Linked DNA regions of Triticum aestivum: region 1 is linked to region 2. Evidence: chromatin contacts called from public Hi-C data. All regions are on one chromosome and are shown on one strand. Each heading gives the region's core, a stretch centred on a gene start, on an enhancer-like site or on the middle of the called end of the contact. The rest is flanking DNA. Distances are from core to core; before and after follow the strand shown.

What was found. Hi-C and Micro-C count contacts between places; a contact is called where the count stands out from the background.
Region 1: a contact with region 2 is called in a Hi-C map of leaf, with 5 times the contacts expected there. The contact joins the promoter of LOC123077284 here to the promoter of LOC123077281 in region 2. A contact is called at or near these places in 2 of 5 Hi-C or Micro-C datasets (both in leaf).

The regions. Positions count from the first base shown.
Region 1 is chr3D:47,277,939-47,284,317 of IWGSC CS RefSeq v2.1, forward strand. It overlaps LOC123077284 (bromodomain-containing protein 4), which reads left to right and starts at 1,768. Exons shown (of 3, transcript XM_044499534.1): 1 at 1,768-2,184; 2 at 3,261-3,539; 3 at 4,206-5,669. The coding sequence starts at 1,852. The coding sequence ends at 5,381.
Region 2 is chr3D:47,055,883-47,061,928 of IWGSC CS RefSeq v2.1, forward strand. It overlaps LOC123077281, which reads right to left and starts at 3,409. Exons shown (of 6, transcript XM_044499530.1): 1 at 2,620-3,409; 2 at 2,399-2,485; 3 at 2,045-2,275; 4 at 1,383-1,547; 5 at 418-471; 6 at 1-292. The coding sequence starts at 2,844.

The DNA.
Region 1 (6,379 bases), core at 518-3,017, 220 kb after region 2:
ATCGGCCGTTTTTATTACTGAGCTCAAGATATTAAAAGAACAAAGGTTGATGGTCATCGACAAGGGTGTGCCCCCTAGGGGGACAGGAAGGATCAGCCAACCCAGGGCTCCGCCAATGGGATATGCAAAAACCCATGTGTGACGCGGGTGTCTCAAACTCCAGGGGATCTGTTGCAGTGTGCTGTGACCAACATGAAATTTTCTTGGGAAGCTTGCCTTTCATTATTATGGGACTCCACGAAGCCACCACACTTAAAGCAATCGCGTGCGGTGAGGCACTGTATTTGATAGAAGATTTAGGTCTCAAAAGCTTCATAATCACTTCAAACAGAAAATAGGTGGTGAACGACATTGCCTAGGGCAGTCGAGGCCGGTATGCTCGGTCATTGTCTAGCTAAAATTATCCTTTCTTTAGATCGGGGGAGCCATGTGTGGCTTACTCAACCCCATGACCAGTTTGTATCTCACAAACTATGGTTCCGATGAATAAAGCATGGCTTTAGCCCTAGTAGAGAAACATACATTTTTTAAACAAAGTAGAAAAACATACACACCCCGCCCGAAATCACTAATTGAGGAGTACTCCTTGCAAAGATCACTCCCACCTCCTCAGGTTGCAACAAGTGGCGCGCCTTTTCCCCTTTTTCGTAGATCCGTTTATTCAAAATATTTTATCTCTTAAACCGTGCGTCCAAATCTTGAATCGTTTTCATCGTTGGATTCCTAGCGTCGAGATTTTCAAAACTAGATCCCATGTTGATAAAAAAAAATTCACGAAAAAACCGAACGAAAAAACCAAACCAGGAAGCATGGCTTTTTCCCTTTTCGAAAGAGGCACGGCCGTGCCTCTCGCGGAAGCACAACCGTGCCTCTCGTGCGAGCAAAACCATGGCTTTCGCGGAAAAAAGAGAAAACACATTTTTTTTTCTGTTTCCGAGAGGCACGACCATGCCTCTCGCGAAAGAAAAATAAATAGAAAAACACGTTTTTCCCCGTTTCCGAGAGGCACGGCGGTGCCTCTCACGCGAGCAAAACTGTGCCTCTCGCGGAAGAAAAATAATTAGAAAATGCGTTTTTTGTTCCCGAGAGGCACTGCCGTGCCCCTCACGAAAGCACAACCGTGCCTCTCGTGGAAGGAAAAAAACAGAAAACACATTTTTCCTGTTTCCGGGAGGCATGGCCGTGCCTCTCGCGAAAGCAAAACCGTGCCTCTCGCGGAAGCAAAACCATGCCTCTCGTGAAAAAAAAAGAAAACGCGTTTGTCTCGCGCGATTTTTTTGTCGAAGAGCTAAGGAAGACCGGTAGAAAATCAAAAAGTAAAAAAAAACCCGGTTTATGAGCCGAAAACGCGTGCGGAAAATAAAAAATAAAATTCAAAAGAAGCGCCCAGAGCGCGACACGTGATGGCGGCTGAGAGCGCGCCAAGTATCATTGCAAGGATCCCGAAGAAGCGCTCGTCAACTAGTTGCTCCCCCGCCACCTCGAAGCAGATCAGCCCAGGGGACGGTTTCCCAGACATCATTGTGGGCCGCAACACTCTACAAACCACTGGACCCGCCGCCAGGCCGGCAGCAGAGCCCAGAAAGGAAAAACGTTCGAGGCCCACAGGTTTCTCGAAAGGAAAAACGTTTGAGGCCCACGGAAGAGGCGCAAGCCGACGAACCAACCAACTCACTCCGTCACTCGCCGTGCCGTCTCGTGTGGTCTCGCTCGCCGTCCCGTCTCGATTCTTCCTCCCCACCCGATCCCCCCATCGCCCCCAGCTCAAGCCGCCCCTCTCCCCTCCCAGCCCCCCGCCGCACGCCACCCCCACCCACCACGCTCCCGCCGCCGGCGAGGCGGCCCCGCCCGATGAACACGTCGCAGTTCATGGACAAGCAGATCCTCGGCCTCGCCGCCTCCGCCGCCCCGTCCCCCTCCCTCGCGGGCGGCGGGAGCGGGGGCTCGGAGCTCCTCGATCTGATGGGCCCCGACCCCCAGGAGGAGAGCGAGGACGGCCTGCGCCGCCGCCACCACCACAGCGCCAACGGCACCGCCACCGACGTGCTGCCCAGCTACGACTTCCAGCCCATGCGCACCGCCACGGCCGCCCCCGCCGCCGCGCCGCCCTCGTGGGGTTCCCTCGACTCCAACTCCAAGGCCGCCTCGGTCTCCGCCTCCGCCTCGTCCCCATACAACCTGAAGGTATCTACTGCTACTCGTTGGATCTCTCGATCTAGCTGCGATTCATGTCCTTGCCTCAAGCAAATTACCTGATTATTCCGTGTTGCAAAGTTCACAAAGGCGCCTAGTTCGGAAGATAAATCTAGCAGTAGCTTGTAGGCAATATTGTGAATTGTGATATAGTGATATTGAATTGCTGGGCAATATGCGCCATAAGTGGATCAGCTGGGTAAAAGAAGGAACTGCATGTTGGATAGGTTCATGATACTGCTAGTTAGGTACTAGTACTAAATTTTGGGTATTCTATAGCATGCGCTGGAAACGTGGCCTTGTTGTTTGGTGGCTATCAAGTTAGCACATACAAATGCTATGCATAATTGAATTTGTTGATTCCTCAAGCCATCTATAAGTCATGTTTCAATTCCATGAAACGTATCTCAGTGAATTTGTAATATATGGCATCTAATGAGCATGTGATAGCTCATAGATGGGTGCTTATTTGTCAGAAAAATGATCAGTGCGACTGAACTCCTGTGGATTTGCACATTAAGTTTTTCTTTGCATGCTGTTAGATGCCAGATTGCGTGGACAGGGGTGCATGGAAGCTTGCTATCCATGTGCCAGAGCCATGAGTTCGTCGCGAGATCTTATGGGTTTCACCTCTAGCCTACCCCAACTTGTTTGGGACTAAAGGCTTTGTTGTTGTTGTGGTTGTTGTTGTTGTTGTTGCATGCTGTTAGATGCCAGATTGCCAGTACATCTGTTGTTTGAAATTTATGCCACAAGATCTTGTTTTGTTAGAAGCTGCACACAAACTTGTGCTGACAAATTGCTCTTTAAATTCTTGCATACGACTGATTTAAATGTAACATATCAGATATCATGGCGATACACATTTTCCCCGGTTCTCACATTTACGACTTTATTTGTACTCTTTTGAATTACTTTGTTAAATTTGTGATTCTTGTTTGATATATTTGTTCCACTGGTTCTGTCGATTCCATGCAATGGACTTCTAATTATTATTAGTTGCGTTTGATAATAAATACCATCATTTGTCATATATAGCTTACTTACATTTTTTTTATGATGGAAAGAGTGCTGGTATATTGGAGAACCGTGTGCCGAAGAATGTTAATCATGAGGAAGACAGGAGTAACTTTGGACTGGTAACTATAGCAGATATTGATCGAACCATGAAGAAGTATTCTGATAACCTGTTGTATGCACTAGAAGGTGTAAGCTCAAGGCTTTCACAGCTGGAGAGTAGAACTCACCATCTTGAAAGTTCTGTTGATGAGTTCAAGCTAACAATTGGCAACTATAATGGTAGCACTGATGGAAAACTGAGGCAACTTGAGAATATGTTGAGGGAGGTATGCTTCATTTGACTCTCCTGCTCCATCCCTCTCTGAAATTTTTATGATTATACGATGGCTATGTTTGTGAAGCAATGCATATTATGTCATATTGGCATTGGTTTACTGAGCAGGAGTGATGTGCTAACTCACCACTGGTCATTTTTGACAACTGATTGCCATGCTCTACCGGGATTATGTTGGAAATTATTGTATATACCTTGTTTACGATTTATAATATACAATTACTGTCTTATTTTGAGCTCTGTAGTGAAGTACTCCTCCCGTCCCTTCAAAATAAGACAGTATTGGGATGGAGGGAGTAGTTAACTAGACATTTATCTGTTTCGAGGCTTAAACCTATCAGTGATACACATAGATATTTGGTGGATTCTTCTTCTAGATGCATATTCACATTTAGGCTTCTGTAGTTTTTCCTCCTTCTAAGCTGGTCATTCACGTTGCATGTCATTGTCCCTTCAGATGATGCTACACATAATCACCTTTTTTTTTTGTAATTGCCACTCATGGGGTATTATTTTCCCACTAGTATTGTGCTTGCCTAGATTTATGGTTGTCTGATGGTAGAGAGAGCATCACTTAAATGCTTATGAGCAGTACCCTGTTCCTTTGTTGTTATGCTATTGGGATAACTTACATATAATTTTGTAATACTACATGCAGGTCCAAGCGGGTGTACAGATTATGCGTGACAAGCAGGAAATTGTTGAAACACAGCTTCATCTTGCAAAGCTCCAGATACCCAAAACTGAGACCCAGTCATCAGAAAATAGTGGGGTTGGACAGGCAGACTCGCGGCACCAGTCAGTTGCTCCGCAGCAGGCAGGCGTTCCGCCGCAACATCAACCCCAAACTTTTCCTGCCCTTCCTGCTCCTAACGCGCCGCCTCCACCTCCAACACTTCAAAGTCAGCCTCCAGCACAGTTCCTAGGTCATTCATCGGCTCCCTCTGTACCAGCTTTACCACAGGAACCCTACTACACACCATCTGCCCAGACAACTGAAGCTATTCATCAGCAGTATCAAGCCCCTCCAGTTCCACAGCCGCAGGCGCCTCCAGCACCACAGCAGCAGTATCAAGCGCCTCCAGCTCCACCACAGCAGTATCAAGCCCCTCCAGTTCCACAGGCACATGCACCTCCAGCTCCACCACAGCAGTATCAAGCCCCTCCAGTTCCACAGGCGCAGGCGCCTCCAGCTCCACCGCAACAGTATCAAACCCCGTCTCAGTTTTCTCAATATTCACAACAACCTCAGCCTACAAATGTTAACCCTTCAAGTCCACTTGCACCTCCTGCACCCCAGCAGACAGAGTATGCGCCTTCTCATAGCTATACACCAAATGTTCGCACTCCTTCAGCTTACATGCCGCCGCCAAATGAATCAGCCCTGCCTTTCTATGGACAGAATCCTAGCATGTATGAACCTCCTGCCGTCAGGCCCAACTCTGGGCCACCGCCATCCTATGGTGCCCCTGGGTATGGGCCACAGGGAGGAAGTAGCTTTTCTGAATCATATGGTTACACTGGATCTCCTTCTTACCGTGGGAATGCTGGAATGAAGTCCACACCTTTTGCTCCCTCAGGACCATCCTCTGGTGGTAGCGGCAACAGCTACGGCACCAGGCTCCCCACAGCTCGGATACTACCACAAGCAGAGCCAGTCAGTTCCAGCCCAACTGCTGCATCGGGCAACAGGGTGGCCCTTGATGATGTGGTAGAGAAGGTTGCGACGATGGGGTTCTCAAGGGAACAGGTGAGGGCAACCGTGCGGAGGCTGACCGAGAATGGGCAGAACGTCGACCTGAATGTGGTGCTCGACAAGCTGATGAACGGGTGATAAGTCAAGATGCGGCGACCACGCCGCACTACCATTTGGCACAGTTTGTGTATAATATTTAAAATGACACGTCTTGCGCGCAAAATATCAGTGTTGGGGCAAGTATCAGGTTTGCTGCCCGCTCTCTCGGTCGCTCTGCTTTCTTCCATCCACAGGTGTTGTTAATGAGTGAATATATATAACATAATCTTGTTCTTTCCGTACATGTGATGATGATATACCAAAAACTCAACTATGGTTTCTTTTGTTCTGTTAATAAAAAAGACATTTAGTGTGTTTCGTAAGCTACTTTATGTGTGGATCTAGCACATACCAAAACTCAAATATGGTATAGAAACACCAATATCTGCACTCCCATTATTCAATCTGAAGGAATATATTCCCAATCACTTTTCTGCACTTTCTTCATTGATACAGTGATAGGTAAGCATGTTCAGGCCCTTTCCTATGTAGAATGTGGCATTCAAAATCATCACTGTTGTGGCTTGAATGACTTTTTTGATAATATATACTGTAGAGTACGGGGTCTGAATTTGGATTTGAAGTTCCCTCGAAATTTACAATTCTGTAGGTAGATTTCGTGATCCCCTTCGGACATTGCTACGCAGAGATCGATCTCTGTGTCTGTGTGGACCTAGAAGAAGCTGGGTTCACGGCATGGACATGTCAGGGCATCCTATTAAGTGAAGATGGACAAAAGACTAGAAATCCAAATGCTCTTCATGTTTGTTGGCTGAAAGCTTGAAACACCTTATAAGAGCTTCTACAGCTAGACCCCGCGTATTGCCCTTTAATACTTCCAGGCGTCCGGTCAGTGGCGGGGCACATTTTTGCGACCCAGCCGGATCCCTCAAACCGGGCCTATATGTCCGGGTTGTTCGGCACCCTCATACCTAGCCCATATATGGGGTGAATATGGAAAGGTCTAGACACGTCCGTCATGTCGGACCGACGGTCAGGACCCACGCCAAAACACACAGAAGTCCATCGGTTCGACG
Region 2 (6,046 bases), core at 2,159-4,658:
AGCCCGAGGGGCGCGTGTTGACGACCTCGCCGCCGAACTGCACCATGTTGGCGTGGCCGCCCAGGTGGGAGAAGAGGGAGGAGGGCCAGTAGCCGACGAGCGGGCCGGAGCCGAGCTGCAGCCACCAGTGGCCCCGGCGCGGGTCCTTCCAGATGAGCAGGCTGATGTCGAACTGGCGGCCGTTGTAGGCGGACGCCGGCGAGATGGCCGCCCCGATGGCGATCCGCCGGTTGGTCTGCACGAACCCCGAGCAGTGCAGGTTGTAGCACCCCGTCGCCTGGTACGCGTCGCTCTGCAATGCATGCATGCATCGACACTATTTCATTTAGTTTTCTTCGTTTTTGCACTGGTATGAACTATGAAGAAAGATGCATGGTGGAATTGAGCCACGGTGTTTTGGTTGAGAGGAGGAATTACCGTCCAGTAGGTGAAGAAGCGCGGGCTGTTGTCGCCATACAGCTGAGGGCTCACCTAAAAGAAAGCAAGGAACAGTGCACAGAGTTAACACGTATGGACTGCATGCAACCTGCTCAGCTCACATCGGTTTGACCACGATGTACAACCACACTCGTTTCAAACCCAACAACCAGAAAACAAGAAGTAATAACCAGGTCAACTGTGGCACTGGCTTACATGTCGATCGAATCTCATTAATGATCGATCCCCAGTTGTATTTCCACCTCCTTTCTATACTACTCCTACACAGTCAACATGCAACCACATGCGGGTCAAGCATGCTAACAAGATTCTACTTACAATTTACTGCAATGAGACAAGGATGCATGTTCACGCTTACTAAGATGGCGATCAAGGATGCATGTTCAGATATTCTTGAATGGATCTGAACTATAATGGTGTCTGGACTACTCTGCTAATCTTAATACGTATATGTGTACCTAAAATGCTTGATCATGACTTATCCTCCATGCATGTAGCTAGTAATGTGACTAGGGATGGAGGGAGGGATGAAGCTGGGCATTCAAGCAAGGACCTGCGGTGCAGAGCTCTGTGCTGCCATGCCATTGCTAGCGCATACACGCCACATCGATCGACCTGCCACATTTACTCGCTTTCACCAACCGGAGAGACGGACAGCCTGAAGAACGCGTTCTGCGACTGCGACCCAGCTGCCCTCCCTCCCATTATAACTAGACTAGATCGCTTTGCAGCCACGGCGACGTGAAAGCTGCCACTGTCAACTCACTCAGCTCCTTAACTTCCTGCTACACACCTCTAACTGGTGAAAGATCTTGCAGCTATTCACCATATCTTTCACATTAACACTCTTCGATGGTACTGTCTCGAGAAGAAGAAAAATATATGTTCTTTCATAGTAAGAGTAGCTTACATGCAACAAGATAGGAGGAAGGTGGAGAAGGTACCTGCCAGCCGGCTTCGATGGTGTTGAGGTCGTTGCCGAAGGTGCCGGAGATGACCCAGATCTGGGAGAGGCTGAACTCCGCCGCCGACGCCACCCTGGCCGGCCACACGTTCAGGCTCGCCTTGGCGCCGTAGAACTGGTCGCCGGTCACGTACCCCACCGCGTGCTGCACCACACATACGCCAAACGGCCATCATCAAGCTAAGGCTAAGGTCCATGCCATCCACACGTACGGACGCTAATGAATGCCACTGACTGCCAGCCAGCGCGCGCGCTAGCTAGGCGGGCGGCGCCATTACCGCCGCTGCCGCGGTTGTCCCCGCGCCGATCGCCATTGCATCGCCATCCCCGGCCAGTGCCCCAATCAATGTCCTGTGCGCGCACAGACGCAGGTCGATGCTAGCTACTAATGCTATCCCCAGCACAATCAATGTTATCCAGCTACTGCGCGCCATACTATTGAGCGATCGTGTGGGATCATGATTTGGTCGCGTGGTTAAGACCGCAGTTACTGGCTACGAGCCTACGACTGTTCGTCAGTGAAGCCGCTGTCGATCAATTTGCATTTTTCAATGGTACCGCTAATCTGGTGGGTCAGTATTGATGGTGATGATTGATGAGATCGCCGTACGTGTTAGTTATCGGCTAGGGGCGTAGCAGTACCTCGTGGCCGTCGCTGGTGGAGTCGCGGCGGACGCCGGACGCGCGGGGCTTCATCCCGTACCGCCGGAGGGAACCGGAGTACCGCCGCAGGTCGCTCTCCGTGGTCCGCCGTATCGGGACCGTCCCGCCGGGGCACGACTCGCCGCCGTCGCTCCACGCCTGCGGGAACACCGCGTCCCCTTCTTCCTCGGCGGCGTCGGCGCTGATCTTGGGCCTCTCCTCTGGCTCAGCCTGCAAAAGGAAAAGGAGAATCACTACTTCAGAACGACGGCCGCTGATCGGTAAAAGACAGACAAATAAGAATGCAGCATTGGTGTAGTTGGCTATGGAGAAGGGACGGATGGGATGGACGACCTCTGGCTTTTGGCCTCTCAACGTTGGGTGGTCAAACGCCGGCTGGAGGTGCGCCGGCACGCAGTGGATGATGTCGCCGTCGGCGCTCTGCGTGCAAAAACAAATTCGTCAAACATTTTGCCACAAGAAAAGAAAAGTATGGCGAACAAGGTGGTCGAGAGATTCAGGTCGGGGGTCAAACATCAATGGCCGGCTCATGCAAAAGAAGCAAAGCCACTCACCTGAATGGTCTTGACGGAGGCCTTCTTCATCTTGTCCATCCGGGCGACGATGCTCTGGTAAGCTCGCAGCTCGTCCCCGGAACGGAACTCCGCCGTCCGTGTGCCGTTGCCCCTGCCGCCGCCGCCGCTGGCCGACACCGACAACGCGCACGAGACGACGAGCAGCAGCGCCAGCAGCAAGGGGACGGCTGGTCTGGGCCTCTTGCCGCCGCAGCTACACGCCATCGACGCCCGTGCGTGGGCTTCTCCTTCTTCTCTTGGATTCACCTCAAAACCTTGTGGCTAGGGAGTAGAGTCGTTGCTGCTCGCTTGTCTGTATCCGCTTCCACCGGATCGCCTGCTTGTCCTCTTCCCCGCCTCCTCCCCTGCCCCTATCGCTTGGCTTCTTCTTCCCTTGACTCGCCCGAGAGAGACTACCCGACTATAAATATAGGAGCTAGCGTGGAGGCGTAGTGTGGCCGGAGCCTCGATATGAAGATGGAAGGTCAACCAAATGTCGCCGTGCGGCGGTTGGGGTTGGGGGTGGGGATGGGGAGGGTGGGGGAGGTGAGCTTGAAGGCTTGAAGTGATGTGGTGGACGGAGTGATGAGTTCCGACACGGCGGGTTGAGATGAGCTTCAAGTTGAGTTGCTCGCGGCTGTGGCTTGCAGCTGGGGCACGCTTTTTCCCGAGGAGAGCGACACGCCCCTGCCCCGCGCTACCCATGCCGAGCCATGGCATCATCTCATTTTATATCATGCTTGGGTCCATGGTCCTGTCCCCCTCTCCACATTCCCTTCTCCCGCTCCTCCCCCCATGAACGAAAGGTAGCTGGATGGATGGATTACTGCAACCAAAGCACCATCGTCGATGCAGACAGTGGGGGTTCAGCTCAGTGGCACTGAGCTTTGCTACGTCAGGGGAATAAAGAAAGAAACAGAGCGTGTGTGTGTGCGCGCTCTGGGGGATGGCATGGCATCCACCGCACGCGTCCTTGGGTGAGTGTGCATTGCACCGAGGAGAGGAGCGAGCGGCTCACTCTTCCTTCGCTTTTCCCTTTGGAAAGGCGGGCAGGGGAGGGTGGCGGCCATGTGCCAGGGGGGTGGGGGCGGGAATTTTCAAAGGCCGGCTCCGACCGGCAGTGGCCTTCAGCTGGTGCAATCATGAGCCAGCGCCCCGGCCTTCCTATCCCTGTCCGCCATGATAGAAATCGCTTCCTTGTAGCTTCCTCCTTGGAGCAACCGGCGGCAGCTCTCGATCGGTAACCATGCATGTAGGCCACCGAAGCCATGGCTTTTGTTCTCTTTCTTGTGCACGTATTTGACAGCCATGGTTGGTGTAGAGATTGAGATCGGATCCAGATGAGACTCTCAAAGATCACGTACTACGTACATAGTGCACCTTTGGCTTTGATCATTGTTCACTTTCGCGGCCAAATTTAAAGTGATCGATCCGGTTGCTTGGTGCTTGCTTTTCCATATCAGATACGGATCCTCTTTAATTCGCTCAAAGCACCTAAACATGGCACTGCATGCGCCGCTACTCAAGTCAAATCTGAATTAAGCTATGCGTGTGCCGTGCGCATCTACAAAACTCACCTAGAATACTCCGCACATGCCATAGCCGTCCACTGTCTCCCAGCACAGCACTCGAAAGTTCTTCTTCAGCCTTTTCCTTAACAAAAGCGACCGACTGCGGCATCATTGGCGTCGCAAATGCGACGGCAACCTGCACAAGCAACACATCTCCGTCTTCATGGCGCCATGCCCATGAATCGCAATGCGATGGCAAGCTGGCCAAGCTACTTCCACAAGCATTTGATGCGCCTTCCCTCCCTGGCCAGTGCAAGCCGGAGGGCTGTTGGTTGACAACACTGTACGTTCCCAGCACCGCCATGATCACTGCTACTATCTCCCGAGTCCCAACAGCAAAGAGAGTACCATGCATGGTCACTCACATTGAATTGAATTGCACTGCCAGAGGAGGAAGAGACATGTAGCATGAATGGGGTAGGACCCCATGCATGGCGAGGAGATAGGAGAGCAGCCCTTAAATGGTCAGGTATGCCTTAATTTCTTGAGTACCACTCTCCTCTCCGGCTCTCCCTCACTTTGCTTTGCTAGCTGCACTGCACTGCGCCGGGCATCTTTAACATTTGGCTTCTCTCTCCCTCCCGCACCTACCGGTGCCAGGGGTCTCAGTGACGCGCCCCCGCACACACATACACATACACACAGTGCTCAGGGTTCATAAAAAGGGGGAGGTCACTCGGGCCAGGTCCACATGAGCCATGAGCCCACTGCCTGCTTCTGCTTTTGCAAAGAGTGTGGCTGTGTGGGGGAAACAGTAAGATAGTCTCTCTCACTATCAGTGGGAGCTGAGCAATTTGCTGTTTGCTCTTGCAAGGAGTGTGGGGAATGTGTGTATACTATGCATCAAATGCGTGAAGCATGCGGCAGTGGATTTGATTATGCGGGAAGATGAATTCAGGGGAACCGATGCGGCTTAGGTTTTGGTGCCATTGCAATCCTTGTTGCTTTAGAATACGTATGCAGCTGGCTACGCTTCTTTTCATGATCGCAAGGCCTGGCCTGACCGGCTGGCTGGCAAGGCAAATATACTCTCTCTTTCTTTCATGCCATGCTTGTTCCCTTGACTGACATTTTGATGCACAGCACTAGCTAACCTGCATGCCGTCCCTACTGTCTACTGAACACAGCATGCTTCTTATCATTCTGTTTAGGGTACCTTTTTTCAGCCTCCCCTTTTGGTTACCTTCTGGATTATGTACATGCTGACAGCGGAGTGAAACAATGCGTGAAAACTTAGGCTTGCAAGGTGATAGTGCAAAAGGTACTTTTTCCAGAATAAATAATGAGAGAGCATACCTCCCGATCTGGGTGGCAGAGAGCTCCCAAATGTTGTGAACATGAGAAAGCAACGCGAGCGTTGATCCTAGCGGGCGGCTAGCCCCGGCGAAACCCTAGCCACCGTCCACGTCATGTCTCCTCTCGCTCACCTCGTCGCCGCCTGTTGAATTATGTGTCAGTTTTATTTTTAGAGAGAACATCGATCAGCTTTATTCATCAAACAACAACATTACATACAGTTCCCCGGATGCAGTCTGGAACAGAATGAAAAATACTCGAATTAAAAGAGAGTGCATACATGATCCAGCTGATACATACATTGCCGGCGAACGTGCTTCGCGACGACACGACTTTCTTATCTCCTCTCTCCAGCAACCGCATCGCCTCCCCCTGGGCGATGCCAGGGGCCCTGGAACCCTAGCGCCGCCAGCACCCTCTAGCGCCTCCTCCTGCCGCCGCTGCCGCTGGCGTGGGCCGCGGTGGCGGCGGGCCCGGTGCCGAAGGCACCTGGGCGGGTGGACGCGGCGGATCTCATCTGAGGCGGCAGGGGCGACTCCTCCCGTGCGATCCGAAGGCGG